Linked DNA regions of Sus scrofa: all the other regions are linked to region 2. A link is a contact called in public Hi-C and HiChIP or PLAC-seq data. All regions are on one chromosome and are shown on one strand. The core of a region is the stretch at or near the end of the contact, and the rest is flanking DNA. Distances in the headings are between cores, read along the strand shown. Region 1 holds the start of PAIP2B (polyadenylate-binding protein-interacting protein 2B). Region 2 overlaps ZNF638 (zinc finger protein 638). Region 3 has its middle 8.8 kb from the start of DYSF.

What was found. A called contact is a pair of places that touch in the nucleus more often than the background predicts. HiChIP or PLAC-seq counts read pairs in DNA pulled down with a chosen protein or histone mark.
Region 1: a Hi-C map of skeletal muscle shows a contact between it and region 2, with 2.5 times the contacts expected there. The contact joins the promoter of PAIP2B here to the enhancer-like site in region 2. A contact is called at or near these places in 10 of 47 Hi-C or Micro-C datasets (embryonic fibroblasts, epiblast stem cells, heart right ventricle and 4 more) and 1 of 2 datasets of contacts at active chromatin or transcription factors (skeletal muscle).
Region 3: an H3K27ac HiChIP or PLAC-seq map of skeletal muscle shows a contact between it and region 2. The contact joins two enhancer-like sites. A contact is called at or near these places in 2 of 47 Hi-C or Micro-C datasets (embryonic fibroblasts and skeletal muscle) and 1 of 2 datasets of contacts at active chromatin or transcription factors (skeletal muscle).

Annotation. Positions count from the first base shown.
Region 1 is chr3:71,450,979-71,454,444 of Sscrofa11.1, reverse strand. It overlaps PAIP2B (polyadenylate-binding protein-interacting protein 2B), which reads right to left and starts at 1,692. Exons shown (of 4, transcript XM_013996061.2): 1 at 1,492-1,692.
Region 2 is chr3:71,344,583-71,347,943 of Sscrofa11.1, reverse strand. ZNF638 (zinc finger protein 638) reads left to right here. Exons shown (of 28, transcript XM_013996059.2): 3 at 2,772-2,833. Among named protein-coding and RNA genes, the nearest start is that of ZNF638, 78 kb to the left of the region's middle. Within about 2 kb of position 1,338, at least 1 of the 83 cell types and tissues checked has an H3K27ac peak or open chromatin away from gene starts, as enhancers often do. A contact at or near this core is called in skeletal muscle, where this site is marked.
Region 3 is chr3:71,244,792-71,248,190 of Sscrofa11.1, reverse strand. No RefSeq gene overlaps it. Among named protein-coding and RNA genes, the nearest start is that of DYSF, 8.8 kb to the right of the region's middle. Within about 2 kb of position 1,255, at least 17 of the 83 cell types and tissues checked have an H3K27ac peak or open chromatin away from gene starts, as enhancers often do. A contact at or near this core is called in skeletal muscle, where this site is marked.

The sequences.
Region 1 (3,466 bases), core at 443-2,942, 110 kb before region 2:
AAAAACTAGAAAAACCAATTTCAATTCACATAAAGTCATGGAACTAAGCACTGTTAGAATCTACAAGGTTTTGTACACGTGTGTGTTCTTTCTCCCTCACCCCATCCCCACGCACACAGGCTAAAGGACCCATCAGGCTTAACCCAATACTTCAATTTCCTCCATCCCTACCAACAAAATCCTCACTGTCAAACAAATACACTAATATTTTCAAAACTCTAAAGTCTCAATCAAAACTGAGTACAATAAGTTACCTTTTCCTCATAAAATTCTTGGCATATTTTATTTAGGCACAACATAATTGGTACTTCTATCTAGAAACATATGGATAGAACCAACACTATTGAAATCCAAACTGATAACTATGAAGGTGAACACAAATTGTGAAAGGGGAATAAACAATGCTGTTTTTAAACAGAGTCAATGCTATATTATCCACAGGCTGAGTGAGATCAAATCACATTGTGCAATACAGCTAATGTGTATCCTATATGTTATGACAAAGTAGGATGGTCAAGTCCTTACTTACCCTGCAAACTCTAGAAGCGCCGTTAAGCTGTTTCAAGTATAATCCAATTCTATCTACTTAAAAATAACATTTAAAATTTCTTGCTGCCAATAACCCTTCTCGTCTGCATGTTCAAAAATTATTACCAAAACAACTGTAATGGGACAAAGATTCCGGCAAGGATATAATGATCAGATGCCTTTTTAAGAAAGGCAAGAATGGTTTACCATTAACAAAACCGATTAAAAGTTCCCAACCTTGCAAAGTTCCCTGTACAGTGTATTCTTCCTCTCTCGCGTTCACCTTCCAGCTGCCTGTAAGGGGCGAGTGGAAAATGTTAGTTTCCATGAAAGGTGAGAATGAAATTTAGGGGGGTGGGAAGGAGTAAAGGACTTACTGGCTGAAAGGAAGAGAAGTGGCCAAGGTTCCTAACTCAAATTAGGTGTCAAGAAAGAGGACTAGAGTAGCAGAGGAAGCAGAAGGAGTTTAAGAAAAGCAAATAATGCGGGGGGGGGGGTCCGGGGGCGCCTTGAATGGGGGAGGGGCGAACGTGCGCGACTCCTCCCCCTTCCTATCTCTGGGAAGAGGACGCGAGGAGGCAGTACTAGCCAATTTGCTTAGCAGTGTAGCACCGGGGCAGTTAAGAGGACTCGCAAGACAGAGATTTTAGTCCGTTAGAAGGGGATTAAGAGGGTTCAGGGAAGTTGAGGGTGGAAGACTAGTGCGCCTGTTGGGGGAGAAAGGGACTAAAGACCGCCCAGCACCCCCGAGGAACAGGGGCTGATCCCAGCGACCGCCCCTTCTCGCCGATGACTGCGACATGGGACCTGTCTGCTAACCCTCCCCTCAGGAGCTCAGGAAGCCGCGCGCAGCCCCTCACAATCCCGACGGCGGCGGAAAAGGAGGCGCAGGGCACCCCCAGAGTCGACAGAACGGCGCTTCCCTCAGGTTTCCTCCCCGGCAGCCCGGGCGACCGAGCCCACCTGGGCAGACCAGAAGCCTCTCCTCCAGACCGTACTCCGATACTCCTCCGAGAACTTCAGCCGTTGCCGCAGAGGTCGCGGTCGCCAGAACAGTCCGGCCTCTAGTACCAAAGCGTGAGCCACAGGACCCGAGGAGCGCTGCTGCCACTCGCCAGGTTACCTCTTACACCACACTAGCTCCTCACCCCGCCCCCGAACCGAAGCCATTGGTTGCTGGGCACCGCCCCATTCGTCTATTGGACGTAGGAGGATGCCGCTCAGTCGCCTAGAACGGCACGTGTGCTTCTTATTGGTCTAAACGTGAAGCAATTCCCGCCCCCTCCCTCAGAAGTTCCAGCTTCCGATTGGTATTAATGTCTGTCTTTTCGCTCCCTTGGTTCTTTCCCTAGGGATGGAGCGTCGCCTTGCGAGAGACATGAGCTCTGATTGGCTGAAAAGACGCTACGCTAGTCCAGGATCGGCCCTGGGCCAGGGATCCCTCTGGCCCCCACGTGGGGGAGGAGCCCAAGGCGCAGCACCTCTGGGTTTGTTTACACAAGCTCTTGCTCCGGTTTCCTTCCATTGGCTGAGCCAGCAGCTCCTCCCACCGGTTGCGCCACTCAGTCTAGCGAAGAGGGGCCTGTGGGCGGACCTCAGTGGGATTTCCCCAGCTGTCAATTACCAAGGGAGGTGCCTTGAGCAAAACTGACTTAAAACTGAAGCAGCCTCTGTTGTGGAAATTTGGGGAGTAGGGCTCCTTGGAAAGGCTGGAGGGAAGCAGAAGGACTCCCACATTTCTAGAGACAAATCCTGCTTCTTGAGTGTTTTAAAAAATAAAACCTTACTTTCCCTTTGGACTTAAGTTGTCCAATCGTTGCTTCTAAGGACTTTGAATTTTATTCTTCTGGAAATGGGAATTTCTCCTTTTTCTTTTTTTGTAACTTGAGCCACAGCAGTGACAATGAGTTCTCCCTCCTCGAAGCGTATCTCTTTTATTTTTACTGTGGTAAGATACACATAACATAAATTTTTACTGTTTTAGATATTTTAACTACACGTTTCAGGGGCATTAAGTATATTCACATTATTGTGCAACCGTCCCCACTCTCTACCTCCAGAATGATTTCATCATCCCAAACTGAAATTCTGCACCCATTAAACAATAACGTCCCATCTCCTCTTCCCTCATCCCCTGGAAATCACCATTCTATGTTTTGAGTCTATGAGTTTGACTCTTGTAGATACTTTATATAAGTGGAGTTATGCAATATTTGTCCTTTTGTGTATGACATTTCACTAAATATAATATCTTCAAGGTTCACCCATGTTAGAGCACTATAGCATGTATCAGAATTTCATTGCTTTTTAAAGCTGAATATTTAATTGTGTACCACCTTTTATTTATCCATTAACCTGCCAATAGAGTTTGAGTATTGTGAGTAATGCTATTATGGTTGTATATGTTTATATCCTTTCATTCCTTCAGTTCTTTTAGGTATATACTCAGAAGAAGAATTGTTGGGTCATATGGTAATTCTATGTTTAATTTTTGGAGGAACCACTGTTTTCTACAGAGGCTACAACATTTTACATTCTCACTGTTAGTGAACAAGTTTCCCAATTTCTCCACATCCTGCCAACCCTTGCTATTTCCTGATTTTTTTTTTTTGAATAGTAGCTATTCTAATGAATGTGAAGTGGTATCTCATTATAGTTTGGGTTTACATTTTTCCAATTACTAGTGATGTTGAGCACATTTTCATGTGCTTTTTGGACATTTGTATATCTTCTCTGGAGAAATATCTATACAAATCCTTTGCACATTTTAAAATCAGGTTGGTTTTGTTGTTGTTTGCTTTTGAATTGCATGAGTTCTGTGTATATCTGAATAGTAATCCTTTATCAGATATATGATTTGCAAATACCTTCTTCCCTTCTGTGGGTTGCCTTTCTCTGTTGATAGTGTCCTTTGATGATCAAAGAGTAATTCTGATCG
Region 2 (3,361 bases), core at 89-2,588:
ATTTAATATTTTTATCCTGATTACAGGCTTATATCAGTCCAGGCCAGCATTATCAATTTATTAACATCTCTTGTGTATTTAGCAGTATATAATTAAAAGTGTATTATACTTTCTGACACCAGAAGACTTCTGTAGTCTAGTTAAAGAAGACTGAGTGACGAGCTGCACTAAGTCTGTCTGGAGTGATGTGGGGGGGAAGACTTCATGGAGTAGGTTGAAGATGGGTCTTGAATGATGAGTAAGCTTAGATATACTCAAGGGAGGAGGGATGACATTTCAGATAAGAGCAACAATAAGTATGAAGGGCCCTGAAGAGCTAGCCTAAGGAGTTTAGACTTGAAGTGGAAGGCATTAGGAAGGTAATTAAGGTTCTTAATCTGTGAAGTGACACGTTAAAAATTATTTTAGGGAGGTAAATCTGGCTGATGTATTCCGGATGCATAGGAAATGAGAATTGATAGGTTAGGCACCTGACTGGAGGCTACCTTAGTTATTCATGTGTAAGTTGGGGAAAATATGGGTTAATATGGTAAAAGTAAAAATTAGGGAAAAAAGTGCATCATCATTAGAGTTCGCAGAGATTGTCATTTAAAACAGACCTTTTAACAGAACAGCTCATTTTACCTAACTAATGAATTCTTCACTACTGGATGACAAATTATAGGGATTTGTGGATGTGGATTTAGGTGGTACAAACTACCTCTCTTTTTTCTGTGACGTATATTGCTGCCTTGTAAGTGTGCATGTATTCAACATTATACATATGTAACCAATAAATATAAATTACCAATTGGAGATTTTTTTCTTGCTAAGTAACATGTGACAATATGTTCCTCACCTCTGAGTCTCTAAAACTATAGCCTGAAAAAGACTACAATGGAATGTGAAATTATTTATTTTCTAAATTGAGGTTCAAACAGAGGAGGAGCAGTCCCTTGATTTAGAAGTTATGTCTTTTTGACTGTTCCCACTTGGTTTAGAAGCATGTCCTTGGATAGAACCATACCTTTTGACAGAAATAATTCAGTTTGAGAAAATAGTGACTAATGTAAAAGATTTTTGAAGTAATTGAAGGATAGAGAGCTCTGATAGGGTAGGTATTTTTCACAGTTTGATTCTGGGCCCACTTAAGTCTACAGTCCTTGCATCTCCTGCTTTGTAGGTAATTATCACTTTTTCTCTGGAGAGGCAGCACTGCTTTTGGACCCTTTTCTTACTGGAGAGTCTAGAAATTGAAGTGGCGTAGATATATTTACTGAGCTTAAAACAAGTAATGTCAGTGAGTGCAGTGGGCCTGTTAAGACACAAAGAAAGTAGGTGTGTGTATGTAGATAGAACTGGAGGAGTATGCCTCAAATAAGTTGTCAGCATCAGCTGATAGCTGCTGTATCAAATACATGTACGGTATTATTTCTTCATATTTTTTCAAGAAAAGCTGGAAATCTTTGGGATTTTATATGTTGGCAACTTATTCAAATGAAACATCTTATGGTCCAAGTAAATCATGCCCAGCTCAGTACCTGCCAGTGTGTCTGTTTGATGTAAACAGTATCCAGTTAATGTCAAAGACATGGGTTTAGTATTACTAGAGACTCCTTAACTGCCAATCTCTTCTAGACTTCTACTTGTATCACTGAGCAGGATGTGCAGACATTTCTTTTTTGCAATCCACAATCAGTTCCATGGCTTAATGAAATAGTTTAGGGTTTGTCATAACCTGCTGCTGAGTACTGCAAGTAGTGTGCACTTATTTTCAGGTAGTTCTTGACAAGGCAGATTCCAAAATTAGTGTCAACTCTGGTTTTTAACTGTGAATATTTCTAGTTCGTCTTTAGCAATGACAGACTGAAATGTTTTTGAAATGGAAATGAGTAACATTTTCCTCTAGGAAAGTTATAAAACACAAAACTGTTCAGTAATTTTTTTGCCTTTGCAAATGCTGGAGAAACAGTAAAACTTTGAGTAATATACATGTTGCTTTTAAGTAATTATTTTACTTGGGGGACTGTATCTTTGAAAACTGTATTATTGCCTTAAAAGAAAAATCAGATGTATCTTCCAGGAGAAATTTATGGGTACAGAATGTAATTTTAGGGCAAATTTGTGAATGAAGTTATGTACAATAAAGTATTTTGTTCATTGTAAAGTTCTAAACTTAAGGGACATCATGTCTTTGAAATGGTGTTACTTTCCATTATACCCTGAAAATAAATTAGATTCAATCAGCAGAATTTTTTCATATTTTTACTAATCTTGTCCTTTGCCAATATAGTGAGTACCTTGTTTGGAATGGTATTGGTCTAAGAGGTAGGATTTTTTGTTGTTAATGTTGTTAGCTTGAATTTGAGAGGTGTAGGGCATTGAGACTATATTTTGAAGATGCCGTTTCAGATACCTTTCTATTTATAGAGTTTTTAGTGTTCTCTAGAGTGTTGTTTTATATTTGGGATGAGTTATTTCTGATCCATGCTTTTATTTTTTCCAAGTTTAAATATATATTTGACTTCAAAATGGGTATCCATGGGTATGATTTTTTTAAATGTTTTCTATACTAAGATGTTTTAAAATGGTATCAATGAGGTATGGTATTAAGTGCTTTTGTTTGGAGGCCTTTTATTTTTGTTTGTGAAAATTTGAGTAGCCAAATGGCATTTATAACTAGATTTGTTTGAGTCTGAAAAAACAAAGTATACCGTGTAATTTTAATAAGCCTAATTTCATTAGTCAGCCGAAGAATATTCTAATTTGTGCAATTGTCTTCTTTACAATAGGATTGGATTCAGCATCAAAACACATCTACTCATATTGAGAGCTGCCGACAGTTACGTCAACAGTAAGAACAATTTTTTTCTTTTTCATAGGTAGTAAATTTATACAGTATTTCAGGTATGATTGGTTAATACCTTTAGTGTGGCACTTTGGAGATAAATATTTTTAGAAAGCTATTGCCTATTCGAAATATTAATTTTATACAAATAATATTTAGTCTCTTTCCAAAAGGAGAATTAAATATGATCCTTTCTTTTTTTTTTTTTTTTTGCTATTTCTTTGGGCCGCTCCCGCGGCATATGGAGGTTCCCAGGCTAGAGGTCGTATCAGAGCTGTAGCCACCGGCCTACGCCAGAGCCACAGCAACGCGGCATCCGAGCCGCGTCTGCAACCTACACCACAGCTCACGGCAACGCCGGATCGTTAACCCACTGAGCAAGGGCAGGGACCGAACCCGCAGCCTCATGGTTCCTAGTCAGATTCGTTAACCACTGCGCCACGACGGGAACTCCTGATCCTTTCTTTTGACTCTTCCTAATTTAATCCCAGTAGGTCAGTTTTTCCCTCCTTGGGATGGTTATCTGTTTCAGAG
Region 3 (3,399 bases), core at 6-2,505, 100 kb after region 2:
TTACTTTCCCCCTAAGCGCATATTGTGTTAAATAAAGGCAAGCGAGAGAGGATGTGCAGATTGCAGCAGGTGGACCATAAATGATTCCAAGAAATATCTGTTATTCTGATCTCTTTCTTTTTTTTTTTTTTTGTCTTTTTGGGGCCACACCCATGGCATTTGGAGGTTCCCAGGCTAAGGGTTGAATTGTAGCCGAAGCTGCTGGCCTACACCACAGCCACAGCAATGCCAGATCTGAGTCGCGTCTTCGACCTACACCACAGCTCATGGCAATGCCAGATCCTTAACCCACTGAGCAAGACCAAGAATTGAACCCACATCCTCATGGATACTAGTCAGGTCCATTAACCACTGAGCCACGACGGGAACTCCTGTTATTCTGAGCTTGAAATCACAGACTTTTGAGGGAGTGTTGATCCCTCCTGGTACCTTCATATCAGGCAAAGCCAGCTCCCTGTCAGCAGCTGACCTTCCTGCCCTGGGAGTGTGTGCTACCCCTGTGCTGCTGGGGAAGAAGTTGTGCTGACAGCTGCACACTCATATCCATCCAAGTGGCCCACTTTAGGAGGTGAGTCACCAAACTGCTGGGAGTGGGTCCACACAGCTCCCGGAAAGCAGTTTAGCAACAGGTACTAGGGCCTAAAAAAGGCATGTCCTGTGCCCTTATAATTCCAAAGCTAGGAATCCCATCTGAGGAACAAGTAGAGGGGGCTGGAGATGGGTTTTATCTCAGTTTTTTTTTTATCAAAATAGATTTCTCACTTTATGATGCTAAGAATCTGGGAAGAGCCTAAGTGCGCAGCAATAGAAGAAAGCTTTGTGAATGCAGTACATTCATACCATAGAAAATTATGTAGCTATTGAAAAAAATTATAAAGAATGTTTAATGATGCAAGAAAATGTTACTTGAAAAAGGACACAGGACTGCACACACTCAGATCTCAAGTATACAATAAATACTGTCATTTACATGTTTCTAGGCATGCCATTCACAGGGGAAAGCCTGGGCTGGTAAATATCCAAATGTTAATACTGTAATTTTCAGACTCAGCGATTCCTTTCTTTTATGCTTTTGTGTTAAAAGTAGCATGTTTTGTTTTTACAACCGGAGAAGAGGCGTACAAAGTTTCTAAGGCAGCAGGCGCTGCCGGTCAATGAAATTCCTCAGCTCGGTCTTCTCTCGGGAAAGCGCAGGCCCTGCGCCTGCTCCCCAGCGTGTCCCTCGGGCGGTCCGGCTGGCTCCGAGGGAGAGTGCTGGAATCCCCGCAGCGGGAGGAGGCGACAGGCTTGGCGTCGCGCACTGCCTGAGGTGGAAGGTCAGGGGAGGGACCAAGCCTTTCTCCTGTCCGGGAGCGAGATTTGGACTGCGCTGGGTGCCCGGAGCCCTGGTCCAGTCCCCAGCCATCGCGGCCGCCGCCCAGTCCGCTGTTCCACCGCCAGGTGCAAAATGCCGTGTCATTGGGAGAGTCTGCGGCCGGAGCATTGAATTACAGCTCAGCCGAGCCCGGGTCGGGCGGCGGGGGCGGAAGATGAGCAGAAGCCCCTGTTCTCAGAGCGCTCGCTGACCAGCGGGCTAAGCGCAGCCGGGGCGGGGACCGAGCGGAGGCCCCTGGAGCCGTCCGAGACCGCCTGTTCCTCTTGAAGAGTCGCTGCTCTGAGCCAGGAGCCAGTGATCAGAACCCGCCTCCCACCGCCAGCCCTCTCCAGTGAGGGGATCCGCGAGCTGCGCCTCGGCCCTCCGCGACCTTCCCCAGCCCTCTCTGCGCCCTGGGCGCACGAGGCCCTGACTCGCGCCAGTCATGCTGAGGGTCTTCATCCTCTACGCGGAGAACGTCCACACCCAGGACTCCGACATCAGCGATGCCTACTGCTCTGCTGTGTTTGCAGGTAGGAGGGGCCCACAATGCCCCTGGACCGGGAGCGTGGGGGTCGGGGAGCGGACACTGCCTCTCTCCACCCGGGAGAGCACCGGGAGGTGAGACTAGACCCCTCAGGGCTGAGTGGCTTTGTTGCAAAGACACGCACCCTTGGGGAGAGGCGACTCAGAGACAAACTGAGGCGACGAGGGAGAGGTGGCTGAGCGTTGCTTCTCCTTGGCCTGAAAGCTGAACCGGGACTGGGGCTAAGGGGGGCCTGGAAGTCGGGGCTAGCATCTCCCCTCCCGCTCTCTGTATGTCCTAAAAGAGGCCTTTCTGCGCTGTGGGCTGCAAAGCGTTGTACTGCAGGGCTCCCCGCCTCTCTCCGGAAGGCTGGTCCCGAGCCAATTAATAATCCTGCTCTCTTCCCGGCCGAGGCCTGGCGGCTCTGCTCGGCCTTTGCTCTCTATCACAGGCTGGACTGGCAGGCAGGCGGCTCTGGGGACAGAGGCGCCGCCCACCGTCCAAGGATCTGATCCTTGCTTTGGGCAGTGGGAAGTGGAGCACGTTGGGGGTGGTACTTCAGTCAGCAGAGTGAGGTTCCCCTGTAAGATTGGGAGTTCCTGCCGGGGAGGTCTTCTCACCCACTTCTCTGGGAGGTGAGGGCTGGGCCCTTTCTGCTTCTCGGGAAGGACCAGCCTCCTGACAGAGCCAGAGCTGGGGGTCTCCACAGCTGGGTCTGTGGGTTTGAATTCACACTGGGGGAGAAGGACCTGGGGGTATGAGTGCAAGACCCCACCTCCCCACCCACCCTGCAGATTACCTCTCAGCCTCTATTACCTGCCTCACCCGTGGTCCCTAAGATCTGGCCACATCCCAGGCCTCCAGAAATCATAACATCAGCTTGTCTCTGGCCATCCAGCAGATGTTCCCTTTCAGTTTCACGAGCTCCTGGACCTACTTGTTCCCAGACACATGCATACTGGGAGCACATGTGACACCTGCACCTCCAAGGAGTTGATACTCAGAATGCAAGACACACACACACACACACACACAGATATTCCCAGGTGTGAGATTTCCAGTTTCTCAAAGAGTTGCTGAGTGGGCCTGTGGCCTGGAAAGCAGTGTGCACCAGAGTGAGGTTGAGGGAGCTTGGCGGGGGGTGGGGGGAGTAGTGGGAGGTGCACTCCAGCTGTGTTTTTTCCTAACATGGTGCTTTGACCTGCTCTGACCAATTTCCTGAAGTTGCTTCTGGAAATGAGGTTTATCAAGGTGTTTCCAGGGGAAGGACAGGGGCACACATGGGGCCCCCCCAAACACTTCCTCTGCATCCTCCTGCTCTGGGCAGGTCAGATCTGTGGGTCACCTGCAGAGCTGGGACTAGCAGCCTGGCTGAGGGCCCTGGTCTTCGAGCTGCAGACCATTCACTCTGTAAATATCTCCCTGGCTGAAAGGAGGGAGGACACCATGCTGCCAGAGGGAGAAAAGGCATCCTGGGCTTTAAGCAGCCGCCTCCTGCCCCAGCGCCCCTCCCCCAGCA